Regions from separate parts of the Mus musculus genome. Here all the other regions are linked to region 2. The links are chromatin contacts, called in public Hi-C and HiChIP or PLAC-seq maps. All regions are on one chromosome and are shown on one strand. Each heading gives the region's core, a stretch centred on a gene start, on an enhancer-like site or on the middle of the called end of the contact. The rest is flanking DNA. Distances are from core to core; before and after follow the strand shown.

Region 1 (2,700 bases), core at 43-2,542, 330 kb before region 2:
TCTGTAGCCTTTGTGTGATTTCCCCTTGCATCTGTTTTATCTGTCTCTGTCTCTTTGTCTCTCTGTGTCTGTGTTTGTCTCTCTGTGTCTGTGTTTGTCTCTCTGTGTCTGTGTTTGTCTCTCTGTGTCTCTGTTTGTCTCTCTGTGTCTGTGTTTGTCTCTCTGTGTCTGTGTTTGTCTCTCTGTGTCTGTGTTTGTCTCTCTGTGTCTGTGTTTGTCTCTCTGTGTCTGTGTTTGTCTCTCTGTGTCTGTGTTTGTCTCTCTGTGTCTCTGTTTGTCTCTCTGTGTCTGTGTTTGTCTCTCTGTGTCTGTGTTTGTATCTGTCTGTCTCTCTCTCCATGTGAATGTATTAGGTTGAGGACAGGCAGGTAGGGTCATAGAAAGGTGAGACTCTCAGCTTTGTGTGGACACCAGGCACCTTATCTCAGTGTACCCTCACAGGGACCATTTTCATCCAACAACTCCAGAATACAGATTTATAACCATAGTAGGGAATCCTTTCCTCTTTCCTCTTATAAATCATCATCTGGCTTCCTATATGAATACTATACACATATGGAAATACATATGTGTATAGTAATTCCATATGGTAATACATATGGAAATATCTAGAATAAATTTGTATAAGACCCACCATGTGCTCAAATGTGGACATTGCTGGTCCTCAGGTTGGTCTTTTTAATTGGAAAATTAATACTAGCATTTGTCAATCAATTTCAGCAACTAGGTATGATTAACTGCTCAGAGTGCAAATGTCCATATCTCTTAGACTAGATGAAAGTCCTTTTCAATATTAACAGACCTGAGCTATGAGCTACTAAGTTCAAAGTCAACCTGAATATGTGCTGCCTTCTGAATGACATTACTGTAGGGTGTTTTTGCTTTTTGTTTTTTCTTTTTTAAACTAGGAGACTCCAATTTACTTCCAGGTCCTGTAATAAATAGCTTTGATGTCTTCGTCAGGGACCTGATATGCGTCATTCTCAACTCAAGCTTGCTGTGTTATCAACAGCCCTAGATGATGAACAGTCTTCCTGCAATTGTGTTCTTATTCAAAGCATTCCTCCTTCCCCCATTCGAGCTGGCCTTAGGTGGATGAAAGAATTGCCCAATGCACACTCTTAGGAGCATCTGGTTCAAAGAAAGATGGACCAAGCTGATTTGCTTTGTTTCTGTTTCTGCGGGTTTGCAGTGCACAGAGGAAGTCTGTTTCATAAGAGGTTACTGTCGGTGGGACTAAGTGCTTCTGGCTTGGCGAGTAAGCACTCACATATGGGAAATGAAGAAACCCGAGTAAACATTGAGTCTCCCCTGGCAGCAACCGCCCCTTTCCAAGATTTTCACGCCACTAGCAACATAAGGCAAAGTCCTGTAACATTTGGAAATGGATTCTGGGTGTTGCTACAAAAGATCAATACCTTTTTATCTTTAGTTGTCAGGGAGGCTCTGCAAGTCTACAGAGACCCACCAGTTTAAGGAGAGTAAGAGAAGTGCCTAAAGAATAGTTAGGAAGAATTTTACTGAACTGCTCACATTAGAGAGAGTTTCCCACTTAGGAAACTTCAATGCCTTGCCAACTTATTTAAATTGGACTTAAAACAATGTTTGCAGACTTTAAAATAAATTGAATAACAAGGGCATTGTGTTAGCCTTACATCAATGTGGAGAATCCAGGCATCTTACATGGCCCATCCTGTGGACCCCTCTGTTCACAGAATGAGCTAGCATTTCTTAGGAAATACATCAATTGATATCACACTCACCAAAATGTAATTTTAAGTGCAAAGGCTTAATATAACATTAATGCCTACGTGATTTTACATAGGAAATGGACAGGTCTCTTTGATCATCTTCTGTGATGGTTTACCTTGTTGACAAGCAGGATGGAGAATCACCCTAAATTCAGATTTCTGGCATGTGTGTGAGGAAGCACACTAGGTGACTTGGGGTGAAAAGACCCATTGTAACTGTAGGCAGCACAGTTCTTGGGATGGCTGTCCTGCACTGATTACAGGGAAGAGAGTGGGCCGAGTAGCTGTATTCCTTGCTCTTTGCTTCCTGGCTTCAGATGCCATGCAAGCAGCTGCCTCACTCTCATCACCGTGACCTCACGGCTGGGATGGACTGGCTCCTCAACCCGAGAGCCCAACGAGCCCCTTTCCCCTTAAGTGGTTCATGTTAGGTATTTGTCACAGCAGTGCCACAATGACTAACAAACTTCACTCCATTCTGAGTCGATTCAGCCCATGGTAGGTACAGCTAGCAATGACCCAGCATTGCGATCTGAATCCGTGGGTCCTTCAGACTTCCTGTAAGCTTGTACTTTTAATATTGCAGGACAGTGGGTGCAATGTCTGTCTGTTCTGTCATAAACATTTTTTTTTACTTACTAGAATAACTAAAACCATCCCACTCGATATTTATTTAAGTATACAATGTGCCTTCCTGAAGAAAAAAAATTACAAATATTTCATAGTTTTGATTAAAAGAGGTGACAAGTATCCAGGAGGCAGAAGAAGGGTACAAAATGGCATCTGTTACATTTGGCACAGGAAAAGAAAAGACCTTATCAGGTCTGGGAAGTGTGCCTGCTCATCTCCTATGACTTTGCTACATGTGATTTATAGAGCAGCAGCAGGAGCGTCACCTGGATGCTGATTAAAATGTATCCTTTCTGGCTCCATCCTAGATGTAATCAGA
Region 2 (2,700 bases), core at 181-2,680:
ACAACATACGAACTGCCTCTGGGACAGGCACCAATGTTACTGAGATCTCTTGGCAAGAGCTCTATGGGGGGCAATGTAGTAATAGAGAAATGGTAACTATTTTATTAAACTGGCTCCCTTTTTAAAACTAAAAAGTTGAAAGTAAATCAAATAGCCTTCAAAGGGTGATTAAAGGCATTTTAAATTTTACTTTGTGCATTTTCTATGGTTTGATGCTTATCTACCAGGATTCAGGCTAGAATCTTAGTCCCCAAAATCCTAAGTTACTAGAATTTGAAGATGGAATTATATAAATTTTACTAGAGGAGCCTTTTATTATTAAACTTAAGTCTGCCAGGCAATATAACAACAATTCTGCATATGTTTCCTTATATCAAGAAGTAATATTAAAAGTATATTGAGATTGTGTCTCGTTTGCCTTTAACTTTTTCTTTAAGTGATGTTCTTGAGAAAGTGGAGAATTGTTTAAAGCTGCCCATTCAGAACAATTTAGAAAATGTCACATTCTCAAACTCCTTGTCACCTCCAGGTTCATTTACTGAGATCATTATTCCCTATAGATCAGAGTAGAAATAGGGTCTGGGAGCTGAAACACTGAGGTTGTTAGATTGTCTAGAGTTCATGGGAAAGGGAAAAGTTTGTTCCCAGACAGGTACATGGGGAAATGTTGTGAGGTGAAGGCAGGGATTAGAGTGGTATTTCTACAAGCAATGTCAGTCATCAGTCGACCCACACACCCAGAAGCATAGTGACGCCTGCAGAGTCATTATCTGTCACAGTCCTCTAAAGGAGCTCTGCCTCTAAACATAGACATTCTAGCCATTTCCAACCTTCCAGCTGAACACTGTAACATCAAATCTTTCCTGGATCTATACTTCAGGAATCTGTCCAGTAGATTTGGAACTGTATAGCTTCAATTTTTTCAAAACCTACTTTGATAATGGTCCTTAAACACTTTAACTTCTCTTCTAGCCCACCACCCAACAGAGACAGTGGAAAGGAAAGGTTCATAGGGCAAAGGGTCATGTGGGCCTATTGAGAAATAGTTCTGTTGGGTGGTCCCAACCTTCATTGTCGGGATACCAGCAGTTCAGTTCACATGAATCAGCAGCAGGAGCTCCATCTACTCACAAACACCATTCACAAAGCAGCAATAGCAGTTCAATCCAGAAGAAACCGCAAGGCTCTGCCAATTGGCCTTAGTCCCTGTAGGAGCTTCCGGAAGCTGCTGAATATCATGAGAAATTCATTAATGCATTTCTCTCTATGAAGTCAGTGAAGAAGGTAAGGTGAACCATTGCCACAGCATTGTCAGCAAAGCCCAACCAAGACAGGCAGAGAATGACAAGGTGAACCCTGGATACAGTGTCATCCACTCTCTATTGGGTTATATTTATACACTTCCCAAACATCACGGGTCCTCTAAAGCCTGCACGCTAGCAAAACACCACATGCCCTTTCTCTAGGCAGCTTCCTGAAAAAGACCACGTTCTCAGTAAAACATCCTCCCATGTGTCTACTTCAGCCAAACATCCTCTCATAAGACAGTTTCCAGAAAAACATCACATGACACAACTGAGTCTCCAAAGAAACCAGAAATTTCTACTTCAGGGTTGTCTAACTTTCACAAGTGAAAACTGTGTGAGTGTTTGTGTGTGTGTGTGTGTGTGTGTGTGTGTGTGTGTGTGTGTGTGTGTGTGTGTAGCCTTTCACATACACAAATTTCTCATGACCATATTTAAACTTCATAATCTGCCATTGCAGAACCCCCAAAAGGAAGGCCACATGACCACCTTTTCCAGGGCATGTACTGGCCTATGAAATCCACAATCCAGCCAAATGGAAATAAACTATGGTTTCTTGCATTCATAGTTTTGTGTGTATACTCAGTGCAGCAACACTACAGTATACAAAATAAGCAAGGCAAGATTGTGAAATGCAATCATGGTTTGATTTAAGAAGCATAATATTTATTTCAGAGTTTGATTCTCTCCTTTAAGTCTGTGCCAACCTGCCTCATTAAGACAGTCTCCCTTTAAACTGTGCCACAGATATAAATAATGTCCACCCCTTCAGGTAACAATGGCTCTGCTCCTCTTTGTAAACAAATGTCCATGGGCCTCCCCTGGGTCCACAGAAGCCCTGATTATCTTCCTTGGTTGCTCACATCTTCCTTGCTGTCTATAGGAGACTAGTAGACTAATGTCTCAGTCTGGACATTATTTACATTTTGGATCAGGAAATTCTTTGTCAGGCGTGAAGCTGTACTCTGTATATTGAGACTGTTAGTATCATCCTAAGCCTGCCCCCTGTAAATGCCAGAGATATGCCTTTCACTCCCTCCTCCACAAGCACAACCAAAAATGAAGTCCCCACCATCCACTTCCTCCTCCACAAATGCAATTTAAAACAAAACAAAACAAAACAAAACAAACAAACAAACAAAAACCCTGTCCCCAGAAATTGCTAAATAGCCTTTAGTATGCAAAAGAGTTTCCAGGTCAAGAATCACTGCCTGGGCAGTTTTCACCCTTCCTTGGGCCACAAAAGAATCAAACTCCCATTCTGTGTTGCAAGTGAAAAGCATTCACTGTGCTTCGCTGTGTCTGTTTTCTCACCTGGCTTTCCCCCAGGTGACGGATGGGAAAAACTGCAGCAGGAAATTGAGATTTTAGAAATAAGAGATTACTCACATTGTTC
Region 3 (2,700 bases), core at 86-2,585, 480 kb before region 2:
GGTGCTGGCAGTATTTATGGTAAAAGCCCATCACAAAGTGGTGGTTTTTGGGACCACTGAGGAGATGTGGGCTGGGTTTTTTTTTTTTTCTTCTGGCCTCATGCAGCCTTAAAAAAAAATCAGTGAACTATGAAAGGAAATATCAGAAAATCCACATCTCTTTTCATGGATGTGATAAGATTTTCAGAGCTGACACCGAAAACGTTAGTATACATAATTTGCATTCATATTGTGAAGGATTCCTAACACTGGGTACTTTGGTGCTTAGCAATATGCTGACTCGGCATCTCCCAATGGCTGAGGAGGCAACTAGGTCTTGCTTTACCTTTGGCTCCTTCAGGTAACAGTGCATGGCCTGGGTGACGTCGGCTGCGTGAACAGCATTGTGGTATGGGTTGTGACCGTGGTAATCTTCCTGAACCATAACTAGGAGGAAACAGAAAGCTTAGTCAGCTAACATCAAGGTAAGAATGGCATAGCAGGTAAGACTGATTTGAGGTGCTTCTTGCTTAAAAGTATCAGAGCTTCTAAAGTGCACAGTCTGAGGAATCCTTTAAAAAAGAAGGTGGGTTGCAAGCCTTGCCTGGCATCTTGGGTGTTTGTAATGGGGAGGAAAGGGAGAGAAAGGCCAGAAGGATCTGTGCAGTTTTGGGGACTTCTCACCTCTTCCACAGATCACCCCTTTCTGGCATCTCATGAAGGCTCTCATTCACAGGAAAGATAAATATGGAGGGAAAAGGACTACTTTATTTCATACCATCTTTCAGTTATCTAAAGTCTGTTGCCATTAGTCATGTGCCATAGATGATGCTCTCTTTCAGCGTCCTTGTGTTTTGGGTTCCTGCTGTCTAGTGATTGGATTACCACGTGAATAACAAACAGTCATCAAAACAGATCTTAGCCTCCGGCAGGTAGCTATTCCAGAGCTGCACTGAGCCAAGTGGGGCCTCCTTGGTTCATGTCGCCCCTATTTGGAGCATCATCTTTCATGCCCCTCCAGTGCAAAGCAGGAAAGTACCACGTCCACGGAAGGCAATAGTTTTGGTTTGCTGCTTATAGGAGAAGCCAATACCTGCTTCAGCATGTAGCCAAGTCAATGCTTGGATGAAATATATTCAGTGTGTATAGAGTGTCCAGACTTACAATGGCCATATTCATTTAGTGTTGCTTCAAACCTGGCTCCAGATTCTGCTGTTAACTCAGATGCCAAGGCTGTATTTCCTACATGTTCTGGGGGCACACATGTGTCCAAAGAATCTGTATCTCTTTAGACCAATCAACATTATTTGGCCCCTTTCACGGCCATTACTTTGCTCAGGCAATTAGAGTGCAATCAGCCTGAGGTTGTTTATGCCTCTGGAAAGGAGCCAGTTTGTGGCTGGTTGGTTACACATGTCTCTGCTATGCTGCATGCACTTTTTTATTCAGTAGGCTTGTTTCATATCATATGTAAACTCCAGCTCTGACACTTACTGGTGATGTGCAAATTACTTAACCATAATCCTCAACTTTCTTATAACAATGCCCTGAGTCCAAGTGTCGCTGCCTTTGAATGGTCCATGTGTTAATGCATGCAGTCCTTGGAAGAGGATGCAGGAGATGTAAGTGCCATGCCTGGTGGCAGGAGCTGCTTTTACGTTCCTTCTGATGGTACCGAGTCAACTTTAGAATTCATGGTCACACTGTCACATGACAAGTGTGGTTTGAACCGGAAATGTACTAAATGGCAGAGGCAAGCAACCCAGTGACTAGGAATCTATTTTGGAGAATTCATATGAGGAGATAAGAAAATTCACAGAACCAAAGAGGAACTGGGCTGCTTTTAGAGAAAGACCCGTGGCTGCGGTGGTGGCGTGTGTAAAGATGGCGGGCTTTGACCTGCGTGTGACTTGAGGTCTATCGCTTACTAGTCATTAGCCTTGGGAAAGTAGTGAAACCTCTTGGTTGTCCTTTATAACTGGAACAAGTGGTGATAATAATGTCCAGCTTGTGGATTTCTTCAAACAATTAGAAGTCATTTACCTAAAGTGTTCCACCCACAGTGGTGGAATGTAAACTGTCGTTAATAATTCATTTTAAGGATTTTCAGCAAATTGTGTTGTGATCATCATTATCTCATTGGGATTCTATTAGTATAAGAGCATGTCAGAATTGTCTTGACACCTATATACCCTTGGTGGTCTTTTTATAGATCCTTAATGTATTGAAGCATAACACATTAAGCTAACAACTCATCAATGACTTAGGACCGATAAGTTATCGTTAAAAAGTAAGATTAAATCTATTAAGATTAATTTGAGGTCTTTTTTTTAAATCATGCTGTGGTTAACACTTTATTTATTGAAAATTATTTTTTTGAGGTTATAATATATTTACATCATTTTTACTTCCCTTTTCTTCCTTCAACCCCCCATATACTTTTCTTTACTCTCTTTCAAATTCTCTCTCTCTCTCTCTCTCTCTCACACACACACACACACACACACACACACACACACACACACACAAACACACACACACACATCCACACACCACACTGCACACACACACACACACACACACACACACACACACACACTCATATTCCTAAATGCACAAATACAACCTGCTGCAAATGTTACTTGTATGCATCATTTCAGGGCTGACTATTTGGTACTGAATAACCAACTAGTGTCCTTTTTTCCCTGGGAAGACTATCTC
Region 4 (2,700 bases), core at 40-2,539, 410 kb before region 2:
CAGGCATGGGTTCACACTTGGGCACTTTGGGAGTCTCTGCAGGGTCCTAGCCTCATGCTGTGTTCTAGGAACAGTGCTTACACTGGGCAGAACAATGAAGCTGGGAGAACCTGTTTGTTCTTTTGGAAGGAATATTAGATTTCTTTACTCAACCTGCTGACCTCTCATGGACACTGTCTTAGTAAGGTCACTATTGAGAAGGCCTCCATTATCGATTTTTAGCAATAATTAGTAAGGGTCTCCAAACACTGTCATCTAAGTCAACATTTTCACCAAAATGCCAGTCATGGATTTGCAAATATTTCAAAAACACTTTTATTGTTTTGAAATAAAACAATAAAACAGGCCAACCCATTGTCACCAGGACATGCAAAGTATAACTCAGTTTTCTTTTTTTACATGAACGAAATCATTTTATAATCTCCATATGTTGGGAACTGATGTCACCAGTCTCTTGATTAAAGCAAGCAAGCAAGAAAGCAGGCAAACAGATCCAATGGTATAAAACTTGTTTTTGTTTTTCCCAATAATCTCTTCTTGTCTCGCAAGCCCCCTGCTGGAGAAACCTAGTCTTTTATTATTTGTTTGACAATATTCTCTACATTTGTCCCTTCTTTCCACTACTGTTACTTTCTTCATTTGATACTCTAATTACTCAAGAATTTCAAGCTTGAATTTCTCATATGTAAAACGAAAACAGTGTATGCCTGAAGACAAAAGCCAGGAAAAACTGAGTATTATTTTGAAAAAAAAGAAAAAAAAAAAGACTTTGCCTACACAAGAACCATGATTTAAACCCACTGACAGAAAAAAAAAATTTTTTTTTACAAGCATAGCAATTTCTGAACCATTAGATTCCCAATGCTACTACAAGGCAATTTCTTACCCATTTATCTTTATTGTGGTACAGGCTAAGTGCATGACTGGCCTTATGCTGACCACCACAGCCTCTTCAGAGTCGCTAATACTCGGCAGTTCTTGCCTCCCTTTCCAGATGGTCAGGAGATTAGTTTATTCATGCTTTAAATGCAGGGAGAACAGCAGAAGTTCAGATAGAGGAACGTTTGCTCCCAGCTGGCAAAGCTCTCCAGCGGGGACCGTTTGACCTCATAAGGAGCCGTAACTGCAGCAACTTAAGAGGAAACAGCAACAGCAGTGCCCATTGGGGAATGCAACTGAAAAACAGGAGGCAGGAGCTGCGTGGGGAGGGGCAGGAGTACATAAACACTTAAGGCCTCCGCATGACACCTTTGAGGGCTGCGTAATTCCCACTGACGTCAATTCCGTGCTGTGGATACTGTAAGACCACAGGAAAGAGCCTGACATTGCTTCACAGTTCCTCTCTCTCAGAGAGTGTAGTTCTCAGGCTAGCTTCGCTGGCAGCACAAGAGACTAGAGTTGCAAATTCAATGGCCCTTCTTCTCTGATAGACCATGAATCATAGACTCTGTGCCAGGCCGTCCAAACAATTCCTATTTATGCTACAGATTGAGAGCTGCTGCTGTGACCAAGGAGGGCAATAACTAGCACGCCACCAATAAACACTAAAAAATATACATTCATAAAAATGCACAAATAGGCTGAGAATTTGACTCCTACCCTTCCTCTCCTTCTTCCTGATATTATTTTGGTTGTTGAGATCAAGTCTTATGTGTCCTGGGCAGGCCTTGAACTCAGAACTGCCTCAGCCTAAGCACAGGCGCCTGCCTGCCTTGCTTTCTGTCTGTTCTATGTCTGATGCTCAGCAGCGCAAACCTCGGTAGACAGGTGTTTAAGTGGATGGAAGGGTCTTGTCATGACAAAAATTAAAAAATCTTCTATGTAGCAAATGAAGCCCTGACATGTTAGATTCCTTTGCGTGTTGGTTCTTTTTTTTCTTTTAAAAAATATTTATTTATTATATGTAAGTACACTGTAGCTGTCTTCAGGCACTCCAGAAGAGGGTATCAGATTTGGTTACAGATGGCTGTGAGCCACCACGTGGTTGCTGTGATTTGAACTCAGGACCTTTGTGGAAGAGCAGTCGGCGCTCTTAACTGCTGAGCCATCTCACCAGCCCCGCTTGTTGGTTCTTTCGGGAGGATCACTGAAATCCAGAGAACAGTGCACTGACCTGAGAGGTGATTTTTTTTTTCTTTTTCTTTTTGTAATGAGGATTAACTGTGCCACACGTAGAAAAGCCACTTCTTTTCGTTCCTTAAGAATATTGGTGCATACTTTAGGTGGGGGTAGAGAGTCTACTAATAAGTATTCTCCCTCAAAATGAATCTCAAATGAGTATTTGATTATTTAATGTTTTAATTACCCAATTGTTTTTGAAATCCTTCCAATCATGAGTCATCATCTTGAAGACTGTACTTCCTACTGTCCTTGACTGCAACTTTAGCTGTGCTCTAGGCATCGTTTTTCTCTCCCTCTCCCTTCACATTCTTCCCATTGCCCATCCCAGGCAGCTAAGCCACGACAGCCTCCCTGAAAGTGACACACTCTTCCATCTGACCCTGTCAAACTCTTGTCGCCTTACTGTCTGTCACTTTGCTGAAGCCCAGAGAACAGAATGCTGATCTGAGAAGCAACTTTTTGTAATGAGAAGTAAGTATGCCACACACATTTCCCCCTCTTTGTCCCTGTGCTGAGAGGTTCCACCTGACCTCACAGTGAGATAAACTTAAGCTACTTTTTAAACTCAGACCAAATGCC

Evidence for each region. A called contact is a pair of places that touch in the nucleus more often than the background predicts. HiChIP or PLAC-seq counts read pairs in DNA pulled down with a chosen protein or histone mark.
Region 1: a contact with region 2 is called in a Hi-C map of bone marrow-derived macrophages, with 22 read pairs. The contact joins two enhancer-like sites. A contact is called at or near these places in 2 of 15 datasets of contacts at CTCF or cohesin (large pre-B cells and pro-B cells) and 6 of 484 Hi-C or Micro-C datasets (adipose-derived mesenchymal stem cells, bone marrow-derived macrophages, cerebral cortex and 2 more).
Region 3: a Hi-C map of bone marrow-derived macrophages shows a contact between it and region 2, with 15 read pairs. The contact joins two enhancer-like sites.
Region 4: a contact with region 2 is called in an H3K4me3 HiChIP or PLAC-seq map of bone marrow-derived macrophages, with 5 times the contacts expected there. The contact joins two enhancer-like sites. A contact is called at or near these places in 1 of 15 datasets of contacts at CTCF or cohesin (pro-B cells), 24 of 484 Hi-C or Micro-C datasets (the AML12 cell line, B cells, the BV-2 cell line and 15 more), 4 of 115 datasets of contacts at active chromatin or transcription factors (bone marrow-derived dendritic cells, bone marrow-derived macrophages, fibro-adipogenic progenitors and 1 more) and 1 of 9 other capture datasets (embryonic stem cells).

The regions. Positions count from the first base shown.
Region 1 is chr10:20,589,094-20,591,793 of GRCm38.p6, forward strand. It overlaps a transcript of Pde7b not described here. Among named protein-coding and RNA genes, the nearest start is that of Pde7b, 42 kb to the left of the region's middle. Within about 2 kb of position 1,293, at least 31 of the 459 cell types and tissues checked have an H3K27ac peak or open chromatin away from gene starts, as enhancers often do. A contact at or near this core is called in bone marrow-derived macrophages, where this site is marked.
Region 2 is chr10:20,918,366-20,921,065 of GRCm38.p6, forward strand. No RefSeq gene overlaps it. Among named protein-coding and RNA genes, the nearest start is that of Ahi1, 33 kb to the right of the region's middle. Within about 2 kb of position 1,431, at least 3 of the 459 cell types and tissues checked have an H3K27ac peak or open chromatin away from gene starts, as enhancers often do. A contact at or near this core is called in bone marrow-derived macrophages, where this site is marked.
Region 3 is chr10:20,435,871-20,438,570 of GRCm38.p6, forward strand. It overlaps Pde7b (phosphodiesterase 7B), which reads right to left. Exons shown (of 12, transcript NM_001347366.1): 6 at 326-426. Among named protein-coding and RNA genes, the nearest start is that of Mtfr2, 89 kb to the left of the region's middle. Within about 2 kb of position 1,336, at least 25 of the 459 cell types and tissues checked have an H3K27ac peak or open chromatin away from gene starts, as enhancers often do. A contact at or near this core is called in bone marrow-derived macrophages, where this site is marked.
Region 4 is chr10:20,504,447-20,507,146 of GRCm38.p6, forward strand. All of the region lies in intron 1 of Pde7b (phosphodiesterase 7B), which reads right to left. Among named protein-coding and RNA genes, the nearest start is that of Pde7b, 43 kb to the right of the region's middle. Within about 2 kb of position 1,290, at least 43 of the 459 cell types and tissues checked have an H3K27ac peak or open chromatin away from gene starts, as enhancers often do. A contact at or near this core is called in bone marrow-derived macrophages, where this site is marked.